Linked DNA regions of Mus musculus: region 2 is linked to region 1. The links are chromatin contacts, called in public Hi-C maps. All regions are on one chromosome and are shown on one strand. Each heading gives the region's core, a stretch centred on a gene start, on an enhancer-like site or on the middle of the called end of the contact. The rest is flanking DNA. Distances are from core to core; before and after follow the strand shown. Region 1 holds the start of Pik3ca (phosphatidylinositol-4,5-bisphosphate 3-kinase catalytic subunit alpha). Region 2 overlaps Pik3ca (phosphatidylinositol-4,5-bisphosphate 3-kinase catalytic subunit alpha).

Region 1 (6,048 bases), core at 1,561-4,060:
GTATTTGCAAAGAGTACAGAGTCTCAACTGCAGTTTCTTCATTCCCCATGACGGCACCATTACATACCTGGAGATTGCTCCTCTACAAAGATCTGTCTCCTCATTTATGCTGTACATAACAACCTCGCTGACCATATGGGTTGCTGGTGTGTCTCTATCCAAGCACTCATGCAGTCATTCCAGCTTTATGTTACACCTATCTGTCTTTCTTAATCTCCTGTTGCTCCCAGTCAGGTTTCCAGGATCCAGCTTCAGGAGGCATGGCACAATATCATCTTCAAGAACATTCCCTCAGTGACTTAATTTCCTTTTTCTAGGCTTCACCTCCTAGCAGGTCCAGTACCTCCCCATAACACCAAATTTTAACTTATAGTTTCAAAGGAATCAGCTTATTGTAGCTTTCCCCAAGCCTGGGCAGAACATCATGGAAGTTGGAGTGTAGTAGACTGTTTCTCACTTCTTGGAGCTCAAAGCAGAGAGAGGAAAATATAGGAAGAGACCAGGGCAAGATAGAGCCTTCCCCTAACCTCCCTGATCTACTTCCTCCCCCTGGGCCCTGAATCCCACCACTTCCCTACCACCACCTCCCAACACTGCCATTATACTATGAATCCATCAAAGGATTAATCCATTGATTTTTTTTTCAGAGCCTTCCTGATCTACCTGTCTTGGGAAATGCCACCAGACACACCCAGAGGTGAGTCTCAGCAGTTTCCATAGGTGTTTCTTGATCCAGTGAAATTCATAATCATTGTGAATCATCACCCCAGCAATGGTAGTAAATCCGAAGGCAGGAGAATAATTGTACATGCCTCTAACCCCATACTTGGAAGGCAGAAGCCAAAGGACCACCATTTCAAATTCATCCACAGAAGTACAGAATGTTCAAGGCCAGCAGGAGCTACTAAGACATTGCGTCAAAAAAAAAAAAAAAAAACAAACAAAAAACAACAACAACAAAAAAAAACCCAACCTAGAAACAAATAACTATGGTCATAATTTTAGTGATTTGGCATGAAACAATAGCTTTATTGTGGACATCTCGGCCTCAAAATGCTTAGGATGGTATTAACCAGTTGTGATGTTTCACACCTGTAATCTCAGTACTTGGTCTGATGAAGCAGGAAGACTGTGCTGAGACAGAGGCCAACCCATGGGCTCATGTCTAGATCCTGTCTCAATACATAAGTAAATAAGTTAATTCTAATAAAGGAAGAATTATGGTGAAATTATTTAATTCTGATGCATTTTGGTTTGCTTGCTTCACAGTCTAATAATATAATAATAAGTAACTTTTCTTTTCCTCTAAAGCATTTTTCTTTCAGTATTTTAATGATTCTATCCCACAGATGTGTAACATACTTTAAACATTTAGCAATACTGCAGAAAGAATTCAAGGCTGTAATTCTGTAGTAGGGGACTTGCTAGCATACACAAAGTCCCCAGTTTGGCCCCTAGCTTAAAAAACAAACAAACAAACAAACAAACCCAAAAAACCCAGCTGGGCGTGGTTTTAACCCCAGCACTCGGGAGGCAGAGGCAGACGGATTTCTGAGTTCGAGGCCAGCCTGGTCTACAAAGTGAGTTCCAGGACAGCCAGGGCTACACAGAGAAACCCTGTCTCGAAAAACCAAAAAAAAAAAAAAAAAAAAAAAAAAAAAATTAGAAAGCAAACTATTCCCAGCATAAAATTCCCTGACCAAGTATTATCTATTAATATCACACAGGAAGCACAATTTAAGTAATGATGCTTTTAGGACCTAAGATTAACTATGAAATTCAAGGTTATTTAACTCCTCGACCGGGGATAAGGGTGTTCTGAAACTGCCGGACACGACTAGTTAAATATTTTAAAACTCAGATTCCCTGGAATGTGAGATTAAAACGAGGCCTTAGGGTGGAAAAGAAAGAAAACAGGAAATACAGACAGTCCAGTAAAACACAGAGGAATGAATCCTTAAGACGAGGTTGAGGACGCGTGGCAGTTTTGAGTGTATTTCCTGTCCTCTACACTTTAAAAATTCCAGGGGGCACTAGGCTGCCGGACTTGGCTCTGACTTCGATTCTGGACCTTAGGCTTTTTCAATATGATAAAAGACCCGTAAGGAGAGAAACGCAGGATACCGACTGTCTGTCTGTCCGTCTGTTGCCGCCCCCGCCTCTCGACCAGGCTGGCCTCGAACTCAGGAATTCAGAGATCCGGCAGCCTCCTGAGTGGTGGGATTACTGGGGTTGCATCGTTTAAAAGTCAACATATCTCATTCCTTGCAACCAAAACCTTAGGCAGTACCTCACCACGTTGAATCGTACTTAAAGCCAGCATAACTATTTTGAAGCCTCAAAAATGAAAAAGTAACACAGCTTCTATAGCTGGGATACAAGGAAAACAGACTGGACATAGCCAAAGACCTCTAAAGACTGCAGAGGGCTATCGGAGTGGGTTACAATTTAAACCAGTGTTTGCAAAAGACTTCTTCCTGAAATCCGCATCCAATTTGGGAGAGCCACCCTTCATCTTGCCCTCCTTTCGTTTCCTCTTTGGGCATCCCTCGCTCCCGACTTTCCTGTCTGCTTCTCCCAAGACAGACTGCCGCTGGAAGAAGCTAATAGGTTTGACACGTCCGCCGTCCCAGGATGACACCACCGCCTGAGCTACGACTGCAGCGCTGACTCGCACTGCCACTCGGGGCGGAAGAGCAGGACGCAGGCGCAGTGAGTCACTGTTCCCGAACTTGCCCATTGCCCGGCCTCTTCTCCGCCTCACTTCCGGTCTTTGCAGCCCTGTTTCCGGGGCGTTGCAAGTTCGGCCCCTCCTCAGCTCTCACCCTCCTCTGCCCCAGGAGGGGGGAGCCGAGGGGGTGGGGAAGAGTTCGTTGTTTGTTTACACGATGTGAGCGGAAAGAGAGACCAATAAAGTTTATTCTGGAAACAAAAGGAAAAAGAGCCCGGGCGCCGGCGAGCGGAGCCGGGGGTGGGGGCGTGCGGCGGGGCCGGCGCCGAGCGGAGAGAGCGTTCGAGCGAGCGGCAGTTCCGGTGCCGCGGCGGCCGAGGCTGGGGCTGGGGCGGCCGGCGAGGCAGCGCTCGGGCCCGGCCGGGCCGCTCCGCAGCGGCGGGGGAGAGGGCCCGGGAGGCGGGCGCCGCGCCGCCCGCTGTCCTCTCCCTCGGCGCCGCCGCCGCCGCCGCCCGCGGGGCCGGGACCCGATGCGGCGGGAGCCGCGCAGCCTAGAGAAGCCGGAGCGTGAGTAGATGGCAGGGAGGGCGGGCTCCGGGCGGGCGGGCGGGCGGGCTCCCGGCCCCTCTCCTCGTACCCGGCCTCCGCCCGGTCCTCCTCCATCGCGCGATCGCAGCGAGGCCGGGAAGGGCACGCAGGGCCGCACGCCCCGGGGTCGGGTGTTGGCGAGCCCCGCCGCCCTCACTCTCGCCGGGCCTTCCTTTCCGGAGCCGGGTGTCGGCTCGCGGGCGCTCGTCTTCTCCGTGCCTCCCCTGCGATCCAGGGACCGTGCGGCCTCTTCTGCCGCTCGCGGACGGTGTCAGCCTCCGCTCTACGTGGGTAGATGGAAGACCAGCGGAGGGCTTGTGCAGCCTGCGTCTGTGGGGGACAGAGTAGACTGCAGCCCAAAGCTCGTGCCTCCACTGCGCCTTTGTGCACACGCGGGGCGTGGGCTCGCGGGACCCTGGGGAAACCGGCTTGGGTAGATAGAGCCCAGGTAGCTCCGGTCTGGCCGTTGCCACTGCAACTTTTGAATCACTTTAGACCATATTGGAAGCTAGCCTCTCTTGGTATTTGTTGACATCGTGTGATGTCGAATCTCTTGTGTTTAATGATGCGTTGTAAGAAAAGTCCTGGGCCAAGAAAAATAAAAATAAAAGATACTGTGTTGCTAAATTAATTTGGACAAATCAAAACACGGTGTTTTGATTAGTGGGCTCCCACTGCAACTGCAATCCAAGAATCTACCACCGTGTCTGTGAATTCAAGTTGTAAGGTATTTTTGTTTCAAACTAAAGCGTCGGGTTCTGGTTGACAGCGTAGATCACGGTATAAATAAACATCACGTGTTCTGGAAATTTTTAATTACCAGATTAACTGTTCTGCAGTATCTGTCAAAATTATCTGAAAGGGTACTGTTGGTTTGGTGTTTGGTTTTGTTTTTTGGGTTTGGGTTTTGTTGACTTAGGGTTTTGGGTTTTTTTTTTGTTTTTTTGTTTTTTTCCACCTCGTGTTGTGGGACTTTTTAAAGGGAGACAATAGGAAATATGTAGTCATCCATATTTTTTTTTAAATCGTTCATTTTTCAAAATAAGCAAAATAGGCAAGTACACATTTAAAAAAAATTGCAGAACGAGTGATTGAAGCAAATGTTACCACATCAGAATAGTAAAATCATCAGAAGGGAAATAAGGAACAAATGTTGCTATTTTATTGGTGACAGAGTATAATGCTTGAAAGCAAGCCTGCTCAAGTGGAAGGAGTTGAAAGATGAATACACAGATACAAAAACATTGAGCTTATCTAAGGTTTTTAAACTTTCAAGTAAGATGCCTGTAGATAAAGACAGGTCATTGAGTACAGGGAGCTAAGTAGAGCAGTGAGTTTGTGAGAGAGGATTCCCTTGAGAGCTGGATGTGTGTTGCAGACTGGTAACAGCACCTGCGGGTCCTAGACGCCTTGCTTCCCTCCAGCCATAGGTCCTCTATCCCCAATCACTACTCCCTTCAAAAACCGTCTAAATTTAGAAAGAGAATACTCATATAAAGTAGGCGGTGATAACTTTTTAAAGCCAGCTCACTGTCTTAGTCTTCTCTACTGAACAGAGTTTAAACAGTTGCAGTCATGTGCAGAGCCTTTGCTCTGCTGGTCTGTTTATTTGAAGAGAGCGAACTTAATCCTATTTGATCTCTTTAGTAGCTCGAGTGGCATTAAAAGGATCAGTCCTTTCTATTTTACTGTTCTATATCTCGAATTCCAGAGTGGGGGAATCTTTAAAGGAAGTGTTTATGAAGCATCATGAAAGATTTCCCCTCCACAAAAATACTTAGGATCTTTAAAATTATCCAACCTCAAAAATCTTAGAATATCATAGTTTGCTGTGTAAGGTATAGTCAAGTAGGGCTTTAAGAAAGTCTGGTTTCTTTTAAGTATTTTTTTTTTTAAAAACATGTCCTATGTAGACAGAACAACATCAGTTTCCCTGGGAAGTGGTATTCTAATGTGAGGCCAGGCAGGTAGGAAGAGAGACTCATTGACAAAACAGCATTTTCTGACTCCTTTCACCTCTGCCTTTAATCTTGTCCGGGGTCATTGCTCAGTTAATAGAGCTGGGAAACGGGCCCAGAGAGGTTTAATCAGATCACCTTTTATTTTTTAGATTTGCAGTAGTACACGTGTAATTGTGTGTAGTTCCAGGTCTTTGTTTGCTTGGTTTTGGTTTATTTGTTTGGGGAAGGATCGTGTGGCTAGTGCTGCTGTTATTGAGCTGGCATCTTGCAGTGTGGTTTATGGCCTGCAACTGGGGTACTTTTGCCTTCACTTAGCTAGGATCACCAGCATCCGCCACCTTGCCTGGCTTCTTCAAGTTCACCAGTACTTTTCAGTCCTGGCTACACAGTCATCCTAGGGAACAGCTTTAAAATTGTGATAGATGCTGATGTACTTTGTCTGACATGGAGCCAGACCTGGTTCTGTTGTTGTTTTAAAGTTTGTGAAAATCTAATGGACAGGACTGTGAAGCCCTGTCTCTGAAGAGCCAGTCTGACTTGCCTTGGTCCTGGTTCCCCTTCCCTCCCATACTGCAGCTCCCTGGCCTTCCCTTGCTCTCCTGTGCACATGCCTCTTGCACTTCCTGCAACACTGGTCCTCTCAGTCTTGCTTCCCTGGCTCGCTGACTGCCTCCTTTGAGAAGTGCAGCTTGGGTTAGGTGTTGCTGCTTCCTGTTCCCATGGCATCTTGTCCCCCACTGTAACCAAATTTCCTCACTGCATTGTCATCTGTTTGTCTGTGTCCTCCACCAGGATGTGAATTCCAGGAGGATGGGGACTGGCTCTGTC
Region 2 (6,048 bases), core at 993-3,492, 41 kb after region 1:
TGGGGAGATGGTCATTTCTGGTTGAGTTACAGCTTGCTTTTTCATTCTTCCCATTGCTTGTTTTTGTGAGACCCAGCTTAGAAAACCTATTCAATATTTTTAAATTTTCATTAAATCTAATTAAATGCAGGTTATTTTTCTACTGTCTTCTGTAATAAAATCTGTGTAGCCTAGTTTAGAGCAACCATCTAGATTAAAACACATAAGTTATTACTGCTCTGATTAGTCAGACAACAAGTTGTGACCATTTGCACTTCTCAGTGCTGTCGTCAGTGTGTGATCAGCAATTGCTTCTCTCTAACAGGTGGTTTTCTTCTTTTGTTCAGGGCACTGTTTGGAGACAGTCGTGATTCTGACTCCATAAGGCGGTTTTCTATGTAAAGTTTGCAGAGGGTCAGAGCAATGCCTCCACGACCATCTTCGGGTGAACTGTGGGGCATCCACTTGATGCCCCCACGAATCCTAGTGGAATGTTTACTCCCCAATGGAATGATAGTGACTTTAGAATGCCTCCGTGAGGCCACACTCGTCACCATCAAACATGAACTGTTCAGAGAGGCCAGGAAATACCCTCTCCATCAGCTTCTGCAAGACGAAACTTCTTACATTTTCGTAAGTGTCACCCAAGAAGCAGAAAGGGAAGAATTTTTTGATGAAACAAGACGACTTTGTGACCTTCGGCTTTTTCAACCCTTTTTAAAAGTTATTGAACCAGTAGGCAACCGTGAAGAAAAGATCCTCAATCGAGAAATTGGTATGATATAATTTTCAGCTAATTGACACTGTCATTGCTAAACTGCAAATAACTATGATGCCTCCTCTTTATTTTATTCTTAAGATACTTTGAATTATTACCTTTGTAATCTTTGAGTAGATTTCTATTTAAAAATATAAAGTAGGGTTTTTGTTTTTATGGTTTTTTACTACTGAGCTATAGAACTTCGTAACGCTTTGATATCCTGTAGGGTTTTACTTAAGGGAAACAATTAGTAGGAGGACTTAGATTTCTTATTAGCCAAGTTTTATTACTCAGAAAAAGTTGATAAAGGTCCTATCATAATATTAATGGATATATGGACAATGCATATAATTAAAATGCTTGAGGCCAACTCCTTTTTTCTTTTCTTTTTTTCTTTTGGTTTTTCAAGACAGGGTTTCTCTGTGTAGCCTTGGCTGTCCTCTTAAAAATGGATTTATCAAAACATTTTTTTAATTCATAGAAACTTTCTTTTGTGCTTTTCTAAATGTGTGTAGTTCTCCGTTTGTAAAAACCACTTCTGCCCTACATTGTTTATAAACATCCTATTTTTTTAGGTTTTGTTATTGGCATGCCAGTGTGTGAATTTGATATGGTTAAAGATCCAGAAGTCCAAGACTTTCGAAGGAACATTCTGAATGTTTGCAAAGAAGCTGTGGACCTGCGGGATCTCAACTCGCCTCATAGCAGAGCAATGTATGTCTACCCTCCAAATGTCGAGTCTTCCCCAGAACTGCCAAAGCACATCTACAACAAGTTAGATAAAGGTAAGGAGGCGGTCCCCGCAGCGGACCTTGTGTTGCTGTAGCTGTGCTGATTGCTGCACGGTTGCCTTTTGGTAGCTGGATCATGCGCCTAAGACAAGGAAGGGCTCCTGCACCCTGAGAGCTGAGTGTGGAGTAATGACTTCTGGATAGCAGTCACTCCTTCTTACTGACTCACCCCTTGGTAAATGCTTATCTCACTGACACTCAAGAACTGAGTTTAGAATTCACTGTTGCATAGAATACTAACAGAATTAGAGCTGATTCTCCTTTTAAAGTTTAATGTGGCGTTAAGCTCAGCCATGGGTCCTTGTGATCCACTCAAAAAGGAGCCTTGGATGTTGTGTCTTTAGACAGATCTTTACCTCTATTTGGATTAACTAGATATGGTTTCTGGTTGTGCTTAGCGGAACAGTGAACACTTCTCGAAACTTGTCTTCAGAGAAATGAAATAGACACAGCGATGCACCTAACGGTGTTTTTTGGTTACAGGACAAATCATAGTGGTGATTTGGGTAATAGTCTCTCCAAACAACGACAAGCAGAAGTACACTCTGAAGATCAATCATGACTGTGTGCCAGAGCAAGTCATTGCTGAAGCCATCAGGAAAAAGACTCGGAGCATGTTGTTGTCCTCTGAGCAGCTGAAACTCTGTGTCTTAGAATATCAGGGCAAGTATATTCTGAAAGTGTGTGGCTGTGACGAATACTTCCTGGAAAAGTACCCTCTGAGTCAGTACAAGGTGAGTGACGGCACCACACCAGAGCTGCATGGCACAGCGTTCGGATGATGAATATTCATTTTAGGAAGTACCACTTGTAAGCTTATTTTTATTAGTATACTTGAATTTTGCTTAATACTGATAGTGAATGCCAGCCAAGTCTTGTACCACTGAGCTATATTTATGACATATGTGTATTTTATGTGTTGGCTCATATTCACCCCCTTTGGGATGAGTGAATTTCAGCCAGTCCCTTGTCTATTTATGTTTATGTTTAAATAATGCAATTATTTTAGAGTTGGAAGACATAGCAGTTACACTAACCACAAAATACTCATTTCATGACCTACCTGCTCCTACAAAGGATGTGGGGACAACATTAAAATAGAATCTTGGTTTATTACATTTACTACTAACCTTCTTCCTCTCTTTCTCTGGTCACTGAATAAATCCAGCTGAGAAGCAGTGGTAGCATACACACACCAGTTACTGTTTAATAAGAGAGACAGTGGCCTTTAGTTGGTGATAAGTGGGAAAATAGGGAGTTATGATGTATATACAGTAACATAGGCTAAAAATCCATGTGTAGGGGCCAGCAAGATGGCTTAGTGCATAAAGGCACTTGTTACTACCCAGCCTAATAACCTGAGTCACATCCCTGGGACTCATGGTGGAAAGTGAGAGCCAGCTTTGTGAACTCTATGCACTCTCTGTGACATGCATACAAGGACACATGTACACATATGTACTAGGGCTCTCTTAGGCGTGGGAAGATTGAGCAGTTGGTAAAGTGTTTGTGTATAAGTGTGAGGAGGAACTGTATTTGGACCCCAGCACCTCATGAAAGCCAGGCATGGCCGGCAGCCTGTGTCTGAGGATCTCTGAAGCTCTGTGCCCGGTCAGCCTGGCCTTGGGAGCTCCCTATTCAGGAAATGATCCTCTCTCCATGAAGCAGACAGTGACTGAGGAACATGTCTGACCTTGAACTCTGTGCAGAAGTACAGCCTGCTGTTTCAAAAGGGAGACCCACCCGTTTTAACATTTTAAAAAATAACTCTGTTATTCTGAGTCTTGTTACTTATTATTTTTATTGTTTGGGATTTTGTTTGTCTAAGACAGAGTCTTATATACCCCAGGCTGGCTTCAAACTGGTCATGTAGTAGCTAGAAATGACCTTAAGCCTTCATCTTCTTCCAGTCACTTCCCAAGTGCTAGAATTACCAGTGTAGGTAACCATACCAGTTTGTTTATGGGGCTTCATTGTTTCAATTCAGTAAATGTTCCTCAGGAACTACTTGGAGGGAGTAGGGTGGGGTTTGACCCTGAGAAAGGCTTAGCTGTCAGGGTTGACATGCACTGTCAGGCTTACCAAAGGAAGCTGCTTTTCTATTACAGTGATCACTTCTGATACTGTTGTAGTGTTTTGCAGTTTAAGAGTAAAATAATAGTATCAGAAGTTGGCCCTAATTTTTTTATTTTATATAAATATATTCAGAGGTTCTAACTGCATTATAAACAGCTACTATCAAGTGTGGTCTATGTTTAATTTTTAAAACCACCTTTGTAAATCAATGTGTAAATATTCATAATATTCCTACATGCTGTCATAGGAATGAAGTGCCTTATGTGAAGTCCCTCCCTCTGTGATCTCTTACAGTACATAAGAAGCTGTATAATGCTGGGGAGGATGCCCAACTTGATGCTGATGGCCAAAGAAAGCCTATACTCTCAGCTGCCGATTGATAGCTTCACCATGCCGTCATACTCCAGGCGCATCTCCACAGCCACACCCTACATGAATGGAGAGACATCTACGAAATCCCTCTGGGTCATAAATAGTGCGCTCAGAATAAAAATTCTTTGTGCAACCTATGTAAATGTAAATATTCGAGACATTGATAAGGTAAGGCCAATGCTGAGGTTTGCTCTGTGGAAGTCTTTTTGTAATTAGCCTCTGTGGAGCACAGTACAAACTGTTGACCTCTGTAGTTTTTCAAGTGACTAGAAAAACACAAATCTCAGAAAATAGAAACAATTCATGAATTCTGTTTGAGGTATACCTGCCTTCCCTTTCACACAGCTATGGTTCTGTCTATAATTAGAATACACATAATTGTAGGCTTCTTAAAGTCAATTCTTTTTAGAGTCTGTTTAGTAAAACAGTGATAGGAATTAAAGAGGATCTTTTTTATAGTCTTTATTTAATCCCATTAAGTGAAAATGTTGACATCTCATAGCAGAGCTTTTAATGTCTTTGTGAACTGTTCCTCTAGCTTCAGGAGTTTGAAGTAACACCTGATACCAGCTTATCTTGGAAAAGGAAGGTCTCTGTATTTCATGCATAGTGCTACAGGCTTGTAGCTCTGCTAACTTCATAGTGGTCAAGAGGCTCTATCAGTTCATTGTAAAGCTATACAAAGAAACCATCTGAACAGAACACTTCATTTACATTGATTCTGTTGAGTGTTGATTTACCTATATATAAGTGTGTGTGTGTGTGTGTGTGAGTGTGTGTGAGAGAGAGACATGTATGTATGTATATACATGTATATAGTGTACATTTTTCTTTCTTCTTTTTAGATCTATGTTCGAACAGGTATCTACCATGGAGGAGAACCCTTATGTGACAATGTGAACACTCAAAGAGTACCTTGTTCCAATCCTAGGTAAGAGGGTGTTTACACGTTATTAGCTTTATGCCAGTTATCTGTATCTCCATTATTTACATATAGAACATAAGGACTTTTTGTGACTGGCTTCCATCTTTCCATTGTTTCAAGGTCAAAGACTTGTTCTTGATTTAAGACCTGAACTTTAAGGCAGTCTCTCCTTCAAATGACTCCCAGGAACAGACACTTAGGAATTCAGTTAGAGAGTCTGAGTGAAAACGGCCTGCTGTGGGAAAGCAGGTTGCTGGGACCCGGAGATTCATTCTCGCTTAGGCTTGCTGAGGACAAGTGAAAGGCGGTTGGTCCAGAGCTTGCAGGCCTCCTGTTTCCTTGTCTTTCTTGTGAGAGATTTTTGAAGATAAGACTCAACCCCTTGACTGAAGATGGACTTTATAGAATGCAGTAGAGCTAAGTAGTGAGACCTCAAAGAACTTCCACAACAAAGTTAGACTGAGTTCTGACAGTCAAAAAAGAAAAAAAGGCAATCTTTGTTACATTCCCAGCATTGATGAGTGTCCTAGAGCCTAGGGCAAGTTCAGGGTGATAGTCCCTTGTCTGTCAGGGTGAGGAGAGGCAGTTGTCACCTTACCTGAGCCTGTCGCTCAGTCGACATCATTGAGGGTAGATGGTACACATGACAACAGTTTCATATCCTGTTCTTCAGACTTTTTGTTTGCTGGAGTAGGGGGTTGGCTGATTGTAGGAGATTTTAAAGGAACAGTATTTTTGAGGAATCAATCCAAAAAATTCCAGGAGCCCTAAGCAGGGGCCCCAGAATAATCTGTCCTGGTTGTTTCAAAACCAAGAGTAACACTTTACAAAAGGAAGAAGTAAGATTTCAAGTAGTTGCTACTGTGTTGACATTTAGAAAAAATAAAGTAACTATTAAGCCTTCTGCCTTTTACTAGCTGCGGGAGGAGGATCAGGAGTGTAGGTAGCTACATCTCTAGCCACATAGTTGCTCAGAGCCAGCCTGGGCCTCACTGACCACACCCTGACCAAACAAACAAGTTATAAAAGTCTTACTTGTAGTCTTTACTTCACAAAGTTTCTAGTTAGCACTGGAGAGGTGGCTCAGCAGAACTGCTCTTCCTAAGGACCCAAATTCAGTTTCCAGCATTCCCATTGGGCAGCTC

What was found. A called contact is a pair of places that touch in the nucleus more often than the background predicts.
Region 2: a contact with region 1 is called in a Hi-C map of CD8 T cells, with 1.9 times the contacts expected there. The contact joins the enhancer-like site here to the promoter of Pik3ca in region 1. A contact is called at or near these places in 7 of 39 promoter capture datasets (the 3T3-L1 cell line, 3T3-L1-derived adipocytes, the HPC-7 cell line and 3 more), 2 of 15 datasets of contacts at CTCF or cohesin (CD8 T cells and the NIH/3T3 cell line), 49 of 484 Hi-C or Micro-C datasets (the BV-2 cell line, the Ba/F3 cell line, the C2C12 cell line and 33 more), 24 of 115 datasets of contacts at active chromatin or transcription factors (the 230-238 cell line, CD8 T cells, the HPC-7 cell line and 18 more) and 3 of 9 other capture datasets (adipose tissue, liver and pancreatic islet).

Annotation. Positions count from the first base shown.
Region 1 is chr3:32,394,255-32,400,302 of GRCm38.p6, forward strand. It overlaps Pik3ca (phosphatidylinositol-4,5-bisphosphate 3-kinase catalytic subunit alpha), which reads left to right and starts at 2,811. Exons shown (of 21, transcript NM_008839.3): 1 at 2,811-3,238.
Region 2 is chr3:32,435,804-32,441,851 of GRCm38.p6, forward strand. It overlaps Pik3ca (phosphatidylinositol-4,5-bisphosphate 3-kinase catalytic subunit alpha), which reads left to right. Exons shown (of 21, transcript NM_008839.3): 2 at 327-754; 3 at 1,315-1,524; 4 at 2,014-2,264; 5 at 3,901-4,146; 6 at 4,824-4,909. The coding sequence starts at 403. Among named protein-coding and RNA genes, the nearest start is that of Pik3ca, 42 kb to the left of the region's middle. Within about 2 kb of position 2,243, at least 20 of the 459 cell types and tissues checked have an H3K27ac peak or open chromatin away from gene starts, as enhancers often do. A contact at or near this core is called in CD8 T cells, Th1 cells, Th2 cells and 2 more, where this site is marked.